2 separate regions of the Mus musculus genome follow, and region 1 is linked to region 2. Evidence: chromatin contacts called from public Hi-C data. All regions are on one chromosome and are shown on one strand. Each heading gives the region's core, a stretch centred on a gene start, on an enhancer-like site or on the middle of the called end of the contact. The rest is flanking DNA. Distances are from core to core; before and after follow the strand shown.

Evidence for each region. Hi-C and Micro-C count contacts between places; a contact is called where the count stands out from the background.
Region 1: a Hi-C map of Th1 cells shows a contact between it and region 2, with 2.5 times the contacts expected there. The contact joins two enhancer-like sites. A contact is called at or near these places in 1 of 15 datasets of contacts at CTCF or cohesin (CD8 T cells), 2 of 484 Hi-C or Micro-C datasets (Th1 cells and Th2 cells) and 2 of 115 datasets of contacts at active chromatin or transcription factors (CD8 T cells and memory CD8 T cells).

Annotation. Positions count from the first base shown.
Region 1 is chr15:62,729,332-62,732,031 of GRCm38.p6, reverse strand. No RefSeq gene overlaps it. Among named protein-coding and RNA genes, the nearest start is that of Gm41333, 61 kb to the right of the region's middle. Within about 2 kb of position 1,326, at least 31 of the 459 cell types and tissues checked have an H3K27ac peak or open chromatin away from gene starts, as enhancers often do. A contact at or near this core is called in CD8 T cells, Th1 cells, Th2 cells and 1 more, where this site is marked.
Region 2 is chr15:62,456,746-62,459,445 of GRCm38.p6, reverse strand. No RefSeq gene overlaps it. Among named protein-coding and RNA genes, the nearest start is that of Gm41333, 210 kb to the left of the region's middle. Within about 2 kb of position 1,260, at least 32 of the 459 cell types and tissues checked have an H3K27ac peak or open chromatin away from gene starts, as enhancers often do. A contact at or near this core is called in CD8 T cells, Th1 cells, Th2 cells and 1 more, where this site is marked.

The sequences.
Region 1 (2,700 bases), core at 77-2,576, 270 kb before region 2:
GAAGAGCTATAGTCAAGCAATGGCTACTGACAGACAGGGGTGGAGGGAGAACAGATATACATGCAATTGAAGGACAAAGAGACAGGAGAATAAATCAATTTCCATAGTAAATAATTGCCTAATATGTTATCCAAATTGAAGTAGTGAGCCCTAAATGCATGCACATATGAGCAACAGAAATGAAATCAGAATGTTGTATTTACATACAGAGGAAAGAGAGAGAGAGAGAGAGAGAGAGAGAGAGAGAGAGAGAGAGAGAGAGAGAACACAATAATTAGAGAAGAGGTCATAATAGTGTGGCTACTTCTATCCATCTTTGAAGGGGGTAACAAAACACCCATGGAAGGAGTTACAGAGATAAAGTGTGGAGTAGAGACTGAAAAAAAATGACTATCTAGAGACTGACTCACCTGTAGATCCATCCCATTTACAATTGCCAAACCCAGAAACTGTTGTGGATGCTAACAAGTACTTGCCTGATATAGCTGTCTCCTGAGAGGCTTTGTCAGTGCCTCACAAATATAGAGGTGGATGCTCACAGCCATCCATTTGACTGAGCACAGGGTCCCCAATGAAGGAGCTAGAGAAAGGACCTAAGGATCTGAAGGGGTTTGCAGCCCCAAAGGAGGAACAACAATATGAACTAGCCTGTACCCCCCAGAGCTCTCAGGAACTAAACCACCAACCAAGGAGCACACATGGTGGGACTCATGGCTCCAGCTGCATATGCAGTAGAGGATGGCCTACTTGGTCATCAGTGGGAGGAGAGGCCCTTTGTCCTATGAAGGTTATATGCCCCAATGTGGAGGAATGCCAGGGCTAGAAAGCGGGAGTGGGTGGGTTGGTGAGCAAGAAGAGGGAGGAGTGTGTTTTTTGGAGGGGAAACCGGGAAAAGGATAACATTTGAAATGTAAATAAAGAAAATATCCAATAAAATAAAGAGAAGAGGTCATGAATTCGAGAGAGAGTAGGGAAGGATTTGGAGGAGGAGAGAGTTGAAAATTATGTAAATGCAATACTCATGTATATATAAATATTTTAATATGACTAATGTGAGCAAAGAAGTGGAAGAAGGACTCATACCTCCACTTTATATTTTCCTGTTTTCTCTTTGTAGATGTCGCTGCTGCTTCACTTGTTTTTACTATGGAGAAATACCTAGAAATCTTGATCTGCAGCTGAAGCTGCTTCATACTGAGGGGCTCTGAGCCTGTCTTCTGTAAACATCTGCATTTGGAGACCAGTTCTCACGATGACAGATGCTGGAACATAACCTCACACACTGTCAATCCTCTACAGCTATTGGTTGACACTGTCAGGCTCTTCCCTCCCATCAATCACCTTAACACAATATGGGACCACATCCTCTTCTATTCTAGGAAATGTGGCCACTCTCTTTGCACGCTGAAGTTTACTTTATCTTTATGCTTCAACTTTGAGGAAATGCAGGTGCACACATACACATAGGACTATACAAATACATTCCAAAGTACATATATTTGTATAGCTCAGTGGTTTTCAACCTGTAGATTGTGAACCCTTTAGGTCACAACCTAAAGAACCGTAGTGAACAACCCTTTCACTGGGGTCACCTAAGACCACCAGAAAACACAGATATTTACAGTGTGATTCATAACAGTTACAAAATTACAGTTACTAATAGTAGCAAAAATACTTTGATGATTGGGGTTTACCACAACATGTAGAAATATATTGGAGGATCACAGCATTATGAAGGGTAAGAACCACTGCTATAGATAATATATGTGAACTGGCATATGACCTCACATCTCCGTCATCTACCAACCACTGATATATTAGTACAGAACGTTAGACTAGGTCTAGTTATACTGTAATACCAGGTATTTTACTTAGGAAAAGAAAGTTATCTTCTCCAAGAAACTAGTTCCTCATTTGGAAGATGGAAAATCCTTCACTGTGTGATTATGACATCGTTTACTTGAAAAGAATTTCATAATTTGTAATAAGCAATGAGGTTTTCTTTCCTAGTTGTTCCTAGACACAGCAAGAATAAAAGATGAATCTATTATGTGAGGGCAAGAAGATCTCAGAATCCTACAATGTGGACCCAACACTTCCCTGGTGAATTCTAAGTAGCATTTCATTACAACCTTAATCTAGAAGACTTTATCTCTTGTGCTTAGTAAAACCAAAGCCTGGGTGCTTTCCTCTATCCTTCTTTCCAGTTCTTCCATATCAACTTCTTTGGCCAACCATGTCTACTGCATAATTTATTAATATAGGGTCAACTTCAGGTCTTGACCTCAATGAGCTTCTTGGCTCTTTATTCCTGGACATCATTACCCACTTACTTACTTACTTGCAGTGTTAAGTTCATGCCAAGATATCCAAAATTTCCATCTCTAGTCTGAAGTTCAACTTCCTAGGTTAAAGAACGTTATTATGACTTATGGGCTTTCACATTAAGTATGTCCATGTTGAAAGCCATCAACTACTTTTAAATAATCAAAACCTTGTTCCTTTTCCACAGTTTCCTCTGACTTCCCCATTAATTGAAAAAGTAAAAATAAAAAATAAAACCAGTTGATCACATTCACTTATACCTTCTCTAGTACCTGAACTGGGAGCCTGGCATGAATTTTCCAAGTCTACTGCTACTCTTCTAGTGAAGGCCATCAGTACTTCTAAGTGGGGCATTGCCATTGAGGTTTTCGAGTT
Region 2 (2,700 bases), core at 11-2,510:
TCCTGGGCTCTATAAGAAAACAAGCTGAGCAAGCCAGGAGAAGCAAGCCAGTAAGTAACATCCCTCCATGGCCTCTGCATCAGCTCCTGCTTCCTGACCTGCTTGTGTTCCAGTCCTGACTTCCCTGGTAATGAACAGCAATGTGGAAGTGTAAGCTGAATAAACCCTTTCCTCCCCAACTTGCTTCTTGGTCATGATGTTTGTGCAGGAATAGAAACCCGACTAAGACACCCTCCTTGACATTACCTGACCACAAAGTTTATGTTTCCAGGCTATGATGTCTTTCAGCCATCACCACCAGCTACTTTATTGTCTGGCTTTCCATGGGCTTTACTCTTCTATTTTCATTCATTACAGTCTCCTTCTCCCTCCAGAATTTGTATCTTTTCCTGGTCCCAAAGTGTTAGAGAATTTCAAAGCCTTGGCCTCGTGTGGTCATACTAGAATCTACTACCTTTCCTGTGTCACAGAGTAGAACCAATTTGGTATGAGGAACAGAGGTTATAGTGATGCCAAGAATGGGGGACATTACATATAGAATGACATGGATATATGAGGATTTATGGCTAGAAATAAAGAGTGTCAGTTCTTACATTTATAGTCACATTTTATTATAACATCACCTCTCCTGCCACAGAGATAATAACTAAACAAGAGGTGGAGGTAAAATTTAGAGTACCAGTTACAGAGCAGACCAACAAAGCAAAGCTGGTAGCACTGGACATGGAAGACACATAAGTCCCTAAAGGTACACTATCAGAAATGCAATAAGTTATTTCAACACATTTATTCATTTCACACACACACACACACACGCACGCACGCACACACACACACATACACACATACACACAACTACTACAGTGTTTTTGGGAATTCTGCCAAATCATGAAGGGAAAATGTGGGCTAATCACCCCAGCCTTCACATGGATGTTGGACTAAAAAGAAAGAAAGGGTGGTTGAGCATTTCAAAGAACCAATCCATGCCCTATGTTTGAGGTGTGGTAGGGAGGAAGCTTAACTCAGCAGAGGGCACAAGGGAGGCAACTGGCTCTCCAAGTGTGCTTCTGACAAGTGATGGGGCACCACCAGGCCCTTGCTAGGAAGGCACATGCTCAGAGCTCACTAAGAATTCTAGAGTAGTAAGTTCTGGAGGGGTGAGGCTGGAAGGGGGTGTGTGGGGGTGGAGTAGAGGTTGTAGTTCAGAAATCTGGGTTCACAAGTCTCTCGGTGGAGGAAGAGGTGCTTGCACAGCTGCAGCTTGGAAACCACCATTGATACTCAAGAAGTGAGTAGTGAATTTCCCCAGCTGGAGCTGGTTTAGAACGGTTTAAGACTAGAGGAAGTGACCTCTGCACCCAATCTTCAAAGGAGAGTTCTACAAAAATGACAAGAGACACAGGCAGGAACATTCCAGGAATTCCAGGTGTTTGTGTACTTGAATCACAACACAATGCCTCCAAACCTCCCATTTTCTCACTGGATGTAGAATTAAATCCAAGGAAATTATGTAGGGACATAGGTATCAGGGGTATTAACTGCTTCTCCATTTTCTTCCCCACCTCCCTGTCTTTTGACAGTACTGGGAGCTGAACCCAGTACTGAGAAGGGAACTAGGAGCTAACCTGTATGCTGGGCAAGCACTGCCACTGAGCTACAGTCTTGCTTATTTGCTCTTTTTTTTTCTTTTCAAGCAATTTTAATGCCCTTCAGCTAACTCCTTGAATGAACCAGAGGTTCATATGCCTAAGGATTATCCCTTGGTTTAGAAAGAGGGAGGTATGGGAAAATGATTAATGGAGCATGGTGCTCTCAATAGAACGAGGCGGGTGCGACACCATGCCACACTTTGAGTAACAAAATGCCACCAAATATGTACACATTGAATCCCATAGACAGACACAATAAATGTGCAACAGCAGGTTGATTCTCAGGGGCAGAATTCAGGGGTTGAGGATAGGACTGGGATAGAGACCTTTTACTCATAGTAGTTTACTTTTGTACAATGTGCATTGCATTCATAATGCAAAGAAACAGACACAGGATCCTCACAGCACATGAAAAGATAGCAAGCCTCCCTCCTCACAGGTTCAACCTCCTGGAGGTACTATCAGGATGGGGGAGGAGACAGGGGGAGGAGACAGGGGGAGGTGCATGCCTCTGTCATTACCATTTTTGGTACTTTTTTTTTCTAACAGGATGTGTTGTGTGGGTCAAAGCCCAGAGCCAGAAGTGAGAAAAGCTGCTCTTTAGAGTACAGCCCCGAGTTCCTGGAATTTAGAAATTGGTCACTGAAGAGCAATAGCAAGAGGAAGGTCAAGTTTAGGTACAAATGGAGGTGGGCCCTTAGGAAGCACTGTGGTGGTAAGGGGACTCACTGTGACCCCATTCATTAAAAGAACAATTGGTGGTTTCAGACACCTGAGCAAGAGGAGAAGGAAAGCTAGACAGAAGAAATACTGGCCCACATCTCCGTCCAAAAAAGGTAAAAATATATAGTTACAAAGAAAGCAGCTTCTATGAAAAGTCCTCTCTCAGCAGCTTTGAGCAACCTCAGTAAAGACTTTCTCCCCATTTCTTTTCTGCTTCAACTTCCCCAAGGCCTGGGACAAAAAGAACCCTATACTTACTAGGTTTTAATTAGATGCCAGTGTCTGTTTATTAACCCCTTTTATGGCTCTCAGTTCTTTACAAAATCCT